5 separate regions of the Mus musculus genome follow, and all the other regions are linked to region 4. Evidence: chromatin contacts called from public HiChIP or PLAC-seq and promoter capture Hi-C data. All regions are on one chromosome and are shown on one strand. The core of a region is the stretch at or near the end of the contact, and the rest is flanking DNA. Distances in the headings are between cores, read along the strand shown. Region 1 holds the start of C87198 (expressed sequence C87198). Region 2 holds the start of Pax9 (paired box 9). Region 3 has its middle 58 kb from the start of Mbip. Region 4 holds the start of Brms1l (breast cancer metastasis-suppressor 1-like). Region 5 has its middle 24 kb from the start of Nkx2-9.

What was found. Promoter capture Hi-C pulls out the DNA fragments that hold promoters and counts their contacts. HiChIP or PLAC-seq counts read pairs in DNA pulled down with a chosen protein or histone mark.
Region 1: an H3K4me3 HiChIP or PLAC-seq map of stem cell-derived neural progenitor cells shows a contact between it and region 4, with 3 times the contacts expected there. The contact joins the promoter of C87198 here to the promoter of Brms1l in region 4. A contact is called at or near these places in 9 of 39 promoter capture datasets (the C10 cell line, the HPC-7 cell line, HPC-7-derived erythroid cells and 7 more) and 6 of 115 datasets of contacts at active chromatin or transcription factors (embryonic stem cells, large pre-B cells, neural tube and 1 more).
Region 2: an H3K4me3 HiChIP or PLAC-seq map of embryonic stem cells shows a contact between it and region 4, with 7 times the contacts expected there. The contact joins the promoter of Pax9 here to the promoter of Brms1l in region 4. A contact is called at or near these places in 6 of 115 datasets of contacts at active chromatin or transcription factors (astrocytes, embryonic hindbrain, embryonic midbrain and 2 more) and 1 of 9 other capture datasets (adipose tissue).
Region 3: a contact with region 4 is called in a promoter capture Hi-C map of pre-B cells, with 3 times the contacts expected there. The contact joins the enhancer-like site here to the promoter of Brms1l in region 4. A contact is called at or near these places in 5 of 39 promoter capture datasets (the C10 cell line, embryonic stem cells, pre-B cells and 1 more), 1 of 15 datasets of contacts at CTCF or cohesin (pro-B cells), 5 of 484 Hi-C or Micro-C datasets (B cells, the C10 cell line, centroblasts and 2 more) and 6 of 115 datasets of contacts at active chromatin or transcription factors (the 230-238 cell line, astrocytes, embryonic midbrain and 3 more).
Region 5: a contact with region 4 is called in an H3K4me3 HiChIP or PLAC-seq map of neural progenitor cells, with 8 times the contacts expected there. The contact joins the enhancer-like site here to the promoter of Brms1l in region 4. A contact is called at or near these places in 9 of 39 promoter capture datasets (the SN4741 cell line, cranial neural crest, embryonic stem cells and 6 more), 3 of 484 Hi-C or Micro-C datasets (cortical neurons, cranial neural crest and nephron progenitors) and 9 of 115 datasets of contacts at active chromatin or transcription factors (astrocytes, embryonic basal ganglia, embryonic stem cells and 4 more).

What each region holds. Positions count from the first base shown.
Region 1 is chr12:56,589,711-56,592,410 of GRCm38.p6, forward strand. It overlaps C87198 (expressed sequence C87198), which reads left to right and starts at 1,349. Exons shown (of 5, transcript NR_046003.1): 1 at 1,349-1,456; 2 at 1,837-1,956; 3 at 2,101-2,185. The region is part of intron 2 of Gm26973 (a long non-coding RNA gene); the gene reads left to right.
Region 2 is chr12:56,694,221-56,696,920 of GRCm38.p6, forward strand. It overlaps Pax9 (paired box 9), which reads left to right and starts at 1,251. Exons shown (of 4, transcript NM_011041.3): 1 at 1,251-1,644; 2 at 2,354-2,700. The coding sequence starts at 1,641. It overlaps Gm15524 (a long non-coding RNA gene), which reads right to left and starts at 547. Exons shown (of 3, transcript XR_003950120.1): 1 at 1-547.
Region 3 is chr12:56,402,375-56,405,074 of GRCm38.p6, forward strand. No RefSeq gene overlaps it. Among named protein-coding and RNA genes, the nearest start is that of Mbip, 58 kb to the left of the region's middle. Within about 2 kb of position 1,412, at least 23 of the 459 cell types and tissues checked have an H3K27ac peak or open chromatin away from gene starts, as enhancers often do. A contact at or near this core is called in the 230-238 cell line, B cells, centroblasts and 2 more, where this site is marked.
Region 4 is chr12:55,835,035-55,837,734 of GRCm38.p6, forward strand. It overlaps Brms1l (breast cancer metastasis-suppressor 1-like), which reads left to right and starts at 1,332. Exons shown (of 10, transcript NM_001037756.3): 1 at 1,332-1,611. The coding sequence starts at 1,470.
Region 5 is chr12:56,636,095-56,638,794 of GRCm38.p6, forward strand. No RefSeq gene overlaps it. Among named protein-coding and RNA genes, the nearest start is that of Nkx2-9, 24 kb to the left of the region's middle. Within about 2 kb of position 1,362, at least 7 of the 459 cell types and tissues checked have an H3K27ac peak or open chromatin away from gene starts, as enhancers often do. A contact at or near this core is called in neural progenitor cells, where this site is marked.

The DNA of each region.
Region 1 (2,700 bases), core at 99-2,598, 750 kb after region 4:
AGAAGGAAGCAGATGAAAATGCAAACTGTGGTCAGCAGGATTCAGTGGCACTTCCAGGTGCTTTGTTAGCAGGAATTAAAAAAAAAACAACTTTACACAACCCCACCTGAATTCTTTCAACTACAATGTAATGCAAAGAAAATCCGCGCTAATTATGAGCAGGAACATTATCTATTAATATGTTAATGAAGCAGGTTTGCTAATGGTGAAAGACCTGAATTTTAATAAAATCTTAAGAGCTCCTTGATTACGTGTTTGTTAGTCGATCTGATCATTTAAAATTATCTCTAGGTGGCTTTACATGGAATAAAACCTACATTAGAACTGTATTCTAAACAGGCCTTAATGAAGCAGGTGAGGATACCACCTGTGACATAAACACAGGCAGCCAGAAATTCACTTCAAAAGAAATGGAAACTAGTGAACACGAAACATGTTATCATACCTGCCAGTAACAGCTTTCAATGTAGGTAATTTATTTATGCATTTGCTTGCTAATTTTCTCAAACATATTTGCTTATGAAAATAATGTTCGATTGAATTAATGGATACTGCCTTTCAATATTGGAAGTGTTAGTTTTTCATAAAAGAAATATTCTAGTGTCCTGTTTGACAACAGCCCACACATACATGAAAGCTTTTATCCCAACCGATCCTAGATATCTTTTGAAGAAGACAGTAGTCATCAACTATCCAAGGCACCCAGAGTTGGTGTGTAGGGATATCAAAGGTGTGCCTCTGAATAGATGTGATCTTGTTCTGTGTTCTCCAAGATGATCTTGGCATCAAAGTGCCTAGTTGTCTGCATCTGCATCCGTAGAAGGTAGGGAAGGCACTTGGCAGCCTTAATTTTGCATATTAAAATCCTAAGGCTCCGATTAGTGGGTGAGTTTAGACCGAGATCCTGAATATCCCAGAGAGCAGAGCAAAACCCTCTGATGTAAGACCTGCCTCTGTGTGAGCCCAGGAGATGCAGGGGTGGATGGTCCCAGAAGCTTGCGTTCCAGGGCTTTCCTGCGGTGTAGCTGTGGCTCTTCCCTGTTCTGAATGAGCAGGTTACAACAGGGTTAAGTGAAGGAAGTGACATTAATACTAGAAGCCCCGAGTCAGTGATCAAGATCCCAAATGTAGGTGACTGTATTGGCTGATTTTGTGTCAATTTGACACAGGCTGGAGTTATCACAGAGAAAGGAGCTTCAGTTGAGGAAATGCCTCCATGAGATCCAGCTGTGGGGCATTTTCTCAATTAGTGATCAAGGGGGAAAGGCCCCTTGTGGGTGGGACCATCTCTGGGCTGGTAGTCTTGTGTTCTATAAGGGAGCAGGCTGAGCAAACCAGGGGAAGCAAGCAAGCCAGTAAAGAACATCCCTCCGTGGCCTCTGCATCAGTTCCTGCTTCCTGACCTGCTTGAGTTCTAGTCCTGCATCCTTTGGTGATCAACAGCAATGTGGAAAGTGTAAGCTGAATAAACCCAACTTGAGAGTTCTTGTTCATGATGTTTGGTATAGGAATAGAAACCCTGCCTAAGACAGCAAGTGACAAATGCTATTTCAAATAAAAACATATTTTTTTTAGAAATCAGAAAATAATTCAGAAGAAAACAAGACAGAGAGATGGAGGTAGAGGGTTTCATGTTGATAAAAGTAAGTCACTGAGCTTCAAGCTGCTGGCACGCATGGGTTCAGCTCTGGAAAGAAAAAGCAGTCTAATGTTTGTGCAGGAATAGAAACCCTGGCTAAGACAGTGACGTTGGGTCCCTATACTAAAATGAGCCCAGAATTAACTGAAGGAAGTAGGTGGTATGGAGTAAGGAAGAGCTGGGGCTTCTATCCCTAGCTTGTGATGCACAGGTTTGAAGAGTCTGGAGAGATGAGGTCACAGCTGGAAATCACTTTTGAAGATGGAACCCGGTCTGAGAAACCACCTGCTTCTTCCTTAGTGACTTTGTTCCTGCAGGTAACCATCCACATTCATCAGATTTATTTATTTACCAGGGTATTCATCTGATGGGTTCAAAATAACCCAGTATTTAATAATCATTAGAAATTATAATGAATGGTTGCTTACATTTTGGTATTGTATCTTTCTGGGATTTTCCAGGCAGCCCCCTTCTCCCTCCTTTAAGGTCAACATGACTCGGACTTCAGACAACTGGTCATCTAAACGGGTTCTACCTGGGCTCCTGGTGAGTTTCCTTGATGGCATGCTGCCCTCTAGAGGTTGAAGCAAACAGCACCGCAGAAATCAACGAGGGAGTGGTCTGCTGGCCTCACTTTTCTTAACAAAGATTCAGTCTTCATCAAATTTTATTTCAGCACTAGGAAAAAAAAATAAATCATAGAAAGTATTAGCTATTTTTAAAGGTCTTAAATCAGGTGACATCAGGCCATCAGATCTGGCCCACCCCACACATGTATATATACCTTCCTTATCTCCTTCCTCCCTCCCTTCCTTCTTCTTCAGATGGAGTGTGCAGCATTTGGCTAGCCTTCATGAGACCCTGGGCACCACTCCCAGTGCCTCAAAATAAAGTAAACAAACAATGCATTAAAACGCATCAATAAAAATCTGCCACGGGGAAGAGAGTGAGAGACATGTACACCCACCCAAAGCTCCCTACTTAGGGCAACAACCCCAGCTTTCACTGGTCTTTGCATGTGCTGTCATACTTAACTCTCAGCTCACTCTTATAGAGATATT
Region 2 (2,700 bases), core at 1-2,500, 860 kb after region 4:
TCAAGTATTTCTATTTGTGAAGCCTCATTGTGGAAATACCTGACTGCAATAAAAGACATTTGAAGTAATCTTTCAATCCTTAACTTGATTGTAACTTGAATTCAGGGTGCACACCCACCACAGAAGCAGATGCCTGGAGATCAATGGTCAGCTCCAAGACTGATTACTAGACGTCCTGGGCTCTTGTCATTTACTGGTGAACATCGGGATTCCTCTGATTTCTTTGTGTGCAGAACCTTCGGGAGAGTGCGCGCATCACCTACATCCTGGATATGTGTTAAAGAGAGGGCTGTTGTGATGGAGACGAAGTAATATCATCCACTTTCCGGTGTCACACAAATACCCGAATCCATTCACAATGCTTCTCTTCCTTATTTCGTCCACATACGTCACAACCTTGTCTCCATAAAGAAATGCATTTCTCTGTCCCAAACTCTTCTATCCGTTTCGGATTTGGGTGAATGAAAGTGAAAAATCCCCAGGTAGGCAGAACCACACAGCATCTGTGGTAGCTAAGCTGAAGTCGCGGGGAATTACATACAGATGCTCAGAGGCAGTGTCAGCGGGTACCTCCTTGGGGCTGACTTTCATATTTAAAATCAAACCTTTCAAGGTGGCTCTATGGTGTTGAGAACCCTGGCAAATTCTTACACACGGAAACCAGGACCCTGGGTGAGTGATGCAAGGGGGTGGGATGGGATGGACGTGGCCACTGCCACCAGCGCTCCGGGGATCAACCCTCCTTCCCCGTGGACGTCCTGTGCTCCTCTTTAGTCTGGTTTTTTAATTTTTTTTTCCTCACTGCACCTGGCCTCTGCTAGGATCCTGCTTGACTGAGGTTTAGCCCCTCACTGCTGGACTAACCACTTCGGGCGGGGTACGGGAAGGAGTCTCTTGTCCTTACACCTCAAGCGCCTCCTCCACTCGACTTCTCCCCATCCTGAGTGAACTGGAAGGAGATAGAATTTGTGGACAAGATTCTGACAGTCCCCAAAGGTCAGCATGACAGGTAGTTCTCAGTCATCCCTTAAGGGTCGTGCCACTTGTTCTCTGAGAGCTCTAACCTCCAACTTTAATTTGACAAATTCATCTCTTCCCCAAAAGGTGTCCTCGGTCTCTACCCACTTAAAGTTATTCAAACCGAGACCAAAGCTTCTGTTCGCTTATTCAGCATTTTTATCAGCTTGATTTTGCACTCTGTTTGCGGCGCCCCTGGGAAGACGTCAAACACTCTTATTCATTGTATTTAGTCACCCAGGTGCGGAGCCAGCCAGAAACAGACGGCGGAAGGAGTTTCCCGGACTGAGCTGTCACTCACCGGCCTGCACCAATTACAACGCAGATTGCTCGCGGGCCCACCTCTTTTGGGGTGTGTCACAAGTGAGTGATAGACTGAGCCGCCCGGCCCTGCTCAGCCCAGCCCACGTTGCTGCTTAGATTGAAATGCAGAACTCAAGCCTCTTTCAGCCCGGCACAGACTTCCTTTTACTCTTTCCTTTGGCACTCTTGTCGCCTCCTCCCGGGAAGAAGCCAAGGCACCCTCGGCTTGGAGCAGCGACAGGCCGGCTCAGTGAGAACAAGAAAAAAGTTTCTTTCTGGGAGTGCGGAACTGGGGCCGGGTTGGTGTACTGCTCAGAGCAATGGGTGAGTGGCTGATGGGGGACGTTGTCAGATCCGAGGAGGGAGGGAGCGAGCAGGCGAGGGCTAGAGGGAGGGAGCTGAGGCGCGCCACCGCGCTGTATTGACTCAGACTGCGTCCGTCGAGCTGTAAGCACCCTCCAAGGGTCAGTGGCGGAAAGGGTTCTGTGAGAGCCACTGGGTGACAATTGATGCCATTTTGCGATTTAAGGGAAGAGGGCCGTGGCATTGGCGAATCTCGCAGCTCCAGTGTCAATCCAAGTTTTGTTGCACACGTGTTTACACTTGCAAGCAAAACAGAACAAAAACACCCCCCCCCCAGCTTTCTCTGGACTGCGTCTAACCCCGCAGAAGGGAGGGGTAAGGCGGTGGAAGGGAGCAAGGGCCGAGTGTTTTGGTACCAGGCAGGCAAAGAGGGGCGCGCTGGAGCCTCAGAACCGATTTCCCCGCCTGCTTCGGAGAGTTTTAAGTGTCCGGAGTTGCCCTGGGTCTCTCTTCTTGTTTGTTGTTGGGAATCGCAAAGTAGGAGCGAGGTCTGGCCGCAGCTTGTTTTGAGACGTTTGGCTCAGGCCGGAACAGTCTGGTTTCGGGGCAACCCCAGTCCTTATAGAAGGGTGTCATAACCCTGCCCCTGGACGCTCTTGGAGGCCGAGTGGCAGGCGGCTGTCCCAAGCAGTTGGTGCGCGTTGTGGCGCGCTCTGTGCTCCTTTTGCAGAGCCAGCCTTCGGGGAGGTGAACCAGCTGGGAGGAGTGTTCGTGAACGGAAGGCCGCTGCCCAACGCCATTCGGCTTCGCATCGTGGAATTAGCCCAACTGGGCATCCGACCTTGTGACATCAGCCGCCAGCTACGGGTCTCGCACGGCTGCGTCAGCAAGATCCTGGCGCGCTACAACGAGACCGGTTCGATTTTGCCGGGAGCTATTGGGGGGAGCAAGCCCCGGGTCACCACCCCTACTGTGGTGAAACACATCCGGACTTACAAGCAGAGGGACCCAGGCATCTTCGCTTGGGAGATCCGGGACCGCCTGCTGGCGGATGGCGTGTGCGACAAGTACAACGTG
Region 3 (2,700 bases), core at 162-2,661, 570 kb after region 4:
GAAAATGAACGTGGTCATCCTTGGTTCACCAATTAGGAAACCTATTGTGTGGCAAAAACATCGTTTCTATGCTGTGATATGATCAAATAGCCATTAATTACCCTCACTAGTGAGAATTACCTTCTTTGTTGAAGGAGTATCACATTCCATATTATAGCTCAGACATGTCAGGAGAAACCAGCAACAAAAACATCAATTTCTAAAAATGATACATGTCATCCAAATCATATTAACCTGAAATGCTACGGGTCAAGTTAAATTAGCATAAGCTTTTTTGAAGAACCTGAATAATATAGTTTACCCCTTAGCCTTTAGATGTATTGATTAAATAGGTCATTGTCATCTGCCTACAAACACAAATATAATCAAAGTATACTGTTCTCTAGAAAACCAAATTAAAAACAAAACAAAACAATTAAACACATAAACAAAAAAACCAGTAGTATCCAATCCAGGTTCCAGGTAACTGAAAATGTGTTTACTGACTCATGCTGAGGTGACATAATAATGAGCAAACAAGTCCCTGGATGCTCTTTTGACATCTGGTGTGTGATTGTGTTGCATATGTTCGCACATGCATGTTTGAGTCCATCTATGCAAATATGTAGAGTGCCTTCAGACAGGGTGCAGGGGCTTTCGTGATAATCTCAAGGGAATCTATGGGCAGCCTCCCCTTCACGGCACACTGCCTTCAAAGGCTTGTAAAAGCAGCCACCCTGGAACGGAGTGATTTCACCGTTCAGCAGCCAAGCATGAACAAACATGAGTGTGATCATGAGCTGTGGAAGGCTCACTAGGCAGAGACATGGTGCACCGGTCAGGAGGAGACCTGCCTCAGGTTGCCAAGGTTTCATCTACCTTCTCTATAAACTGGGCCACTGTGGACTCTAGAGCTCATTTCCCTCATCTTTAGAACAGTACCAAAGGTTTTGTGTGTGTGTGTGTGTGTGTGTGTGTGTGTGTGTGTGTGTGTGTATATGAGAGAGAGAGAGAGAGAGAGAGAGAGAGAGAGAGAGAGAGAGAGAGAGGTCTCAACCTGATCCAAATACTGGCAAAAAAAATCCCAACAACAACAACAAAAACCTAGTAAACTTGACTAAATAAAAATTAAATCAGCACAGTACTATTAATAGTGATATTTTAGGATAGTCCAGCATAGCAGGTGGAAATGTGTACTGTAGAAAAGGTAAGCTCATGGATATATTGGTAGTGTTAACTATTCAAACCATGGTAATTTATTAGGCTATTCTGTCTATTTCTGTATATATTTTGAATTCCCTGAGTCCTCGCCCCGACCCTTGTGTTGTCACCTCAGTATCTATTCTGGATCTCTCTTCAACTCTCCCAGGGGCCCTCCTGTGAGCAACGATCATCACCCCAACCCTCTAGAGGAGACATCTTGTGACTCCTTTGGGAGTTTTCACTTGCAAACTCAAGTAACATCACAGTGATGGGATGGTGTGCTCATGTTTGTCACTCAGAAGTACCCAGAAGACGACTTCATTTCCTGAAGACATATTTAGCAACAGCATCGTCTCCTCATTGCTGAGAAATGTGCCATCCTGGCAGCAAGCACAATTGTTACAATGATCATTCAACTTACAAAACTAATGCTTCGTAGAAGAAACAATGTATCAATTGACCTGGGTTAGCCCTAGAATTTAAGGACCCCATTAGCATCAACCCTTGCTCAATCTACTGAAAAAATGGTTTTCTCTTATAGCTGAGATCAGAAGCCCTTCCAAAAGCAATCATTTGAGTTAGCTGAAGTGGGTATTAGCTCACATGGGGTAGATGGCTCCTCTTAAGGTCTTTTTAATTGTAGATACCTTTCTACAGGTAAAGAGAGGGTTTCTTGTTCATGTAGACACAAATTGAATAATTTCTTTTAAATATCTAGATACGATTTGTCTTTGAGGGTGGGGGTGGGGGTGGGGAAGAGAATCTCTTATAAGCCTCAGGACCCCATAATAAAACACAAAACCCCTCTGAACAAAAATTAAATCTCTGTGATTTTTTTCTGAAGTCTTTTTTTTAATGTTTTTAATTGAAAGAGTATTGCATCATTTCCTCTCTCTGTTTCCTCCCTCCAGCCCCTCCCAACTACCCTTCCTTAAACTCTTCCCATGTCCTTTCACTTTCAAGTTGATACCCTCTTCTTTGAGTATATGCTTTATATATGTAAAAATATATGTGTGTATATACACATATATACACACACATATACACACACACATACACACGCATATACACATACATATATATATACATACATGCATATATATATACACATATTTATGCACAAATATACATAAATATTATCTTCTGGGTCCGATTTTGTTGTTCTGTGTGTAGAATATGGCTTCAAGATTGACCACACCACTTTGAACAACCAATAAGAGAACTCATCCAAAAATCTTAGAGAAAGCCTACCCTAGGTGTGTCTCTAAATGATCTTTACAACAACCCACATTCAGCTGTCTGGAAGGGAAGAGGATCTTTTCCTTGAGTTGTCCTGGTCACCATAAACTGGAGATATGATCTGGTTGAAACTGGATGATATAAACCACATGGTGTGCTGGTGACCCCTGATACAATACCCTGCCCCTCTTTTGAGTTGACCTTCAAAGGGAATACCCAAAGCGTATCTGAGCATGTGCAAGGCCACAGATGTGTGCTGCCCTCTGCTGGCAAGCAGTT
Region 4 (2,700 bases), core at 82-2,581:
TGTGGCCTTGCTGCAGTAGGTGTTAGAGCAAGTGTGTCGTTGTGGGCATGGGCTTTAAGACCCTCATCCTAGCTCCCTGGGAGCCAGTCTGAATAAGATGATGTAGGACCCTCAGCTCCTCCGGATGCTGGCATGCTCCCGCCTTGATGGTAATGGACAGAACCTCTGAACCTGTAAGAAAATGAGCAAGCTGAGAAAGGAAAAATATTTAAAGGGACACCGGGAAGTAGAACAGAGCAAAATCTTTTGTTTTAGGAGATAACAGATCCCACTCAGCTAAATTTAAGTCTATGTGTGATGGAACATACCTTTAATCCCAGGAGACAGAGCCGTGCAGATCACTAAACTCAAGGTCAGCCTACTGAGCAAGTTCCAGGACAGCTAAGTTTCATTCTACTTCCTGGTGTCCCTTTAATACTTTAACCATATATTTTGTTGATAAAATGGACATAATACCGACTCCTACCTTAGGGCTATTAAACTAAAAATTGAACTCAGCAAATCCATGCAGTGAATTTACCAAGATAACCTGATAAAGAGTGAAAGTGATCGGTTATAAGTTACGATTATTATGGTAGTTATGGCATCGTCCTTGTCTGTGTAATCCTGTTTTTGAAAAAAAAAAAATGACATCTTTTTAAGTCAAATATTTATTTTTCACTGGAACCTGAAATTAAATCAATTTAATTTGGGTAGCTTCTTCCATTAAAAAAAAAAAAAAAAAGTAAGAACGCAAGATTGAAATACTAAGATAAAATTTCCTTCCCCTCTGTAGTTTTGGTTGTAAAAATTCCAAGAACAATGAAATTTTCTTTGTGAAAATTATTTCTTACACATACAATTCAATTTAATAGTTTACTAGCTGTACTAAAGGTACTACTAGTGTAGAAGAGACGATTCTGTAACCCTCCAGGCTCACAGAGTATGCAAAGACCCTTTCAGGCAAAGGATCTTTTCACATTCTTCTCACAGTTTGAGTAGCTAGGCAGATCAGATAACCACTTGGCGGGAAAAGGATAAGTACAGACCAAATCCGCACAATCTGTTTCTGTTTAGTTTATAAACTGCGTCCCAGTATGTCAGCTTTCCTGCCTTGTGGGACTTGAAGTCCGAAGTGAGAAGCGATTAAGGCAGCTGAATCTTAGAAACCCATAGCCCCTGAAGCTCTGAGGCCTAAGGACTACAATTCCCGACAGACAGCGGAAGGCCGCGCCGTAATCACCGGTAACCAATCGTTCGCTTGCAAGACAAGCCACGCCTCTAGCTCCGGGACAGCCTTGACCAATGGCAGAGCTCGCAGCGCAAGCCTGCGGGTTAGGTTGTGAGGCTGAGGCCGGGGGTGGGGAGGAGTCGAGGGTTTCGGATCCAGCTCGGTGGCCGGGTGGGTCGGGGCGTTCGGCGCGCCCTTCACCGAAGCGGCAGTGGCCGGGCTGGGAGCAGGAAGTGGGAAGCGACGGCGAGGTTGGAAAATGCCGGTCCATTCTCGAGGGGATAAGAAGGAGACGAATCATCACGATGAGATGGAGGTGGACTACGCGGAGAACGAGGGGAGCAGTTCCGAAGACGAGGACACCGAGAGCTCGTCGGTCTCGGAGGATGGGGACAGTTCAGGTGCGCTACCCAGCTGGGCGGGGATGCCGGGTCCCTTGCGCCGCGCGCGCGACAGGCCGCGGTGCTCACGCCGGGCGGTGCGTCCTGCTGCGAGCGCGGGGCGGGGAGATGGGGAAGGGGCGGGGACTGGCTCGGCGTCTGGCACCCGGAGCTGCGGGTCGCCGCGGGCTCCAGTTCTGGCTCTGGCTCCCGGTGGGCTGGGCGCCCGCAGGCTTTGAGGACCCGAGGCGATTCTGTGCACTGTGGGACCCGCCCTAGGGTCACCTGGCAGTACCCTGGGGCTACCGGCTCCGGAGTGGAATGTCCGGCTGGCTGGTCTGGAAGACTGCAAATGTCCCTTAGCTGACACCACCGACCTCTTTACTAGTAGTCTCAGCAACCTTTGTCAGCGTTTTTGTGGGGGCTGAGGATAAATTTGCCTTGGTCCTTGGCGGGCTTGCCACTCATCAACCTTAGCTTTCAGGTCAGCCTCTCACCAGTACTGTCATCAGAGGACTGACTTGGGAACTCTCAGGTTCATAATAGGTCCCAAAAGTTTTCAAGACGAAGAAGGGACCAGCCTGAGGGATCATTTGGAATCTTTGTCAGTTTTTAATCTGGAAGATGTGGGCAGTGTTGACATTCCCAGAATCTTCAAGCTTTGGTTATTTTGTAACTTTGGGCTGTTTCTAACCCCTTATAAGTCTTTTAATACTTTAATAAAATGAATGGAACTGATTTCCCGGATCTTCCTCTAACCATATGACAGACTGAGAATGGCTTTGTCTAACCCTGGTTTTGGCTGTGTAATGGGAAGCATTGATAACAGGTTAATGACTGTGGTATCACCTCACACCTTTTTTTTTTTCAGGTTTGTCTGTCAAAAAAGTATACTTGGAAGCATGTAATGCCGATAAGTCAGCCATCCAAAAGTAAATATTTATGAAGTTTTTACTCATAAATATTTATACTCATATACTCATTTATATACTCATACTCATTATACTCATAAATAAACATGAGGATAAATTTATAGTTATCTCCGTTGAAGAACAGTGTTTTGCTTACTCAGCAGGACAGTTGAACTCATGAATTCATGGTAGTTGTGAC
Region 5 (2,700 bases), core at 112-2,611, 800 kb after region 4:
CAATCAGAGCATGATGGGGGGTGGGGTGTTTACCTCCACAGTCAGCTGATCTTAAAAGTCCTTCAGCACTTTTGAGACAGTGGTTCACAATGCAGTCTGCTTAGGTGTTGATAAATAGACATAATGGTCCATAGTGGCTGGAACCTAGTAGGTCTGCAGTGTGCAGGTGAATTCGCAGCTCTTCATTTTCATAAGCCCTTCATGCCTTTCTTCGACCACTTTCTGTTAACAGTTACTCTTTGTATGAATACACACACACACACACACAAACACACACACACACACACACACACACACACACACACACACACGGTTGGATTCCCCTCCTAAAATGATTTTCTCATCCTGTATCACCAAACTAGAAACTCAATGTGTAAGAGACCACCCTTTCCCTTTTCCAACCTATAAGACTCCTTTTCTCTTCCTTTCAGTTTGGTTCTTAGTACCTGTTCAAAGCTAGTAAGTACCATTCGCTAATTAGTGAGTGGCAACCCCGGGTGTGTGTGGGGGTGTGGGGGGGGGGGGAGGGTGGGAGGTAGAGTCATGCAAGGTGATTGGCCTGGGGCGAGAGGGGAAGAGACAGAAACAGGATCAGGAAAGACAAGAGGCAGCAGCCTTATGAATGCTATGAGGTCTAAAATTCAATGAAAATCCTCTTCTTTCTAAATACGACTCTGCCAAACATACGACACGACAGAGAGCAAAACCTGTTTAATAACAGACATTGGCAGGGAATCGTAATGAAAATAGTTACAGCAAACGAGCAGCGGGTCCTGGTCATTAGCTTAGCTAAGGGGAAATTATGTTAGTCCATGAAGGGTCTAAAGGAGCCTCAGCTTCTAGATCAGGGGTCCTCAAGGACCCGTGAGAAAGCAAAGCAGAGGTCCTTTGTCGCCATCTAGAGGCTAAAGCCTGGAAGTATTGGCTGAGGAAATTTAATCTGGCTCGATGTAGAAAACCTCTCTGTCCAAGTTTAATTAAGGCAATATAAAAACACCAGCCTCGGGCTTACCCAAGCCAATCAGTCCTTTGTCACCGGGCAGAAATATGTGTTTAAACTCAAATATCCATAATGATGCAATGATTTCAGGCTGAAAACACATTGATTGTCTCTAAACCTTGACTAAAGGCAGGAAAACACATTTAAAGAATGTGGAGTAGGTGGGGGTTGAGGGGGCGGCCTGCACTATCTTCTAACTGACGATCTTAGGAAGTCGTTTCAGCTTACAAAGCCTCCTCCTGTTATATAAGAGTACAGGACTGAACTAATTTGACATTACACTTTTCTAAACTCTAATTCTTAGAAAGGTTTCTAAGCATTTGTGACTGTGGAGTTCTTATCAAAGAAACCTGTGTCTTTGCTGCCCCCTAGAGCTCAGCCTACAACGTGCAAGAATTCCATGTAAAAATACCCCAAATTTTGTTTGGAGAGGTTGGCAAGTCCCTGTAATCCTCAGGACGCTTTTTCCTCTTTTTCTTTTCTGAAACAGGTTTTTCATTCTTCCCACCTTGGCTTTAAACACATCTTCCTACATAACTCAGTTCGACTTCTTATTCCAGAATCTTCCTCCACCAATCCAACCCACCTCTTTCCGGCCTTGCTTTGCCTGCTGGAATTGAAAGCCGTTCTGTGTGTTTAGCAGACAGGGCAAGCTTCCCAAAGGATTCTCTGATCTGCGATGCCTCGTCTGCGTGAGCAGCACCGGACACTGGGGAGGGTTATCTTCTCTAAGGCCAGGAGTCATGGTTTATAAAATATAATCCCAGATGCTCTTCTTGTGTCCCCAAAAATGTATGCGCCAGACTCTCCAAGGAGAGCACTGTCAAAGGTCGGGGGAACCTGTTGAGGAACCGTTTCTGCAGTTTCTTTGAGAGTTATAACAACGAATAATAAATTATATCAGATATACAGCTAATATTTTTCTTTTAAATATTTTAATGACTTATGATTATGTATATTTTTGAAGTTCAATGTGATCATTTGATACAGTCTATTGTGTTAAGTCAGGGTAATTAGTGGGTTTTGCTTTAGCAACTCTCAAGCTTATATCTTCTTGCTGTTTTGAGGTATCATGATAAATAGTTGCAAAGGACCGAACCTGACTGTTCTAACAAAGACTAGGATTACTCCCTCCTACTTACTATATTTATACACCTGTTGTCAAAGCTGTCTCAGTCTTCTGTCACTTTGCTTTTTGGGGACTCCTAATGGTGACAAGCGCCCCTCACTCCACTTCCAGGGACTCCAGTGAGCACTGCATGCATGTGATAATGCGCATATTACATACAAACAAAACACTCACATATAGGAGATAGTCAGTTGTTGAAAACACCCATTGGTTAGTTACAATATCATTAGCATTTGATTTTATTTCTTTTAATGCTAAGCTATTTGACCATAAACATGGATTTTCTTCTATTCACCATATAGACCAGCTACTGGGTCAACCTAACAACATAGCATTTTCCTTCTTTTTTACCCAAGGCACAACACCTTCACTCCCCGTAGAACAGAAGGCAGAAAAAGATTTAGCCTGTGAAGTGGAAATTTCTGGTTTCTTTGGAAGATCACTTGTGTCACATGATGTTTTTGAGGAAGCTGTCTTGTGAGAGGATATTTTTGTTGAAACAGTCCCATGAGAGGGCGTGTGACCTTTGCTGGAGCGGACCCTTGAGAGGACATATGATGTTTGGAAAGAG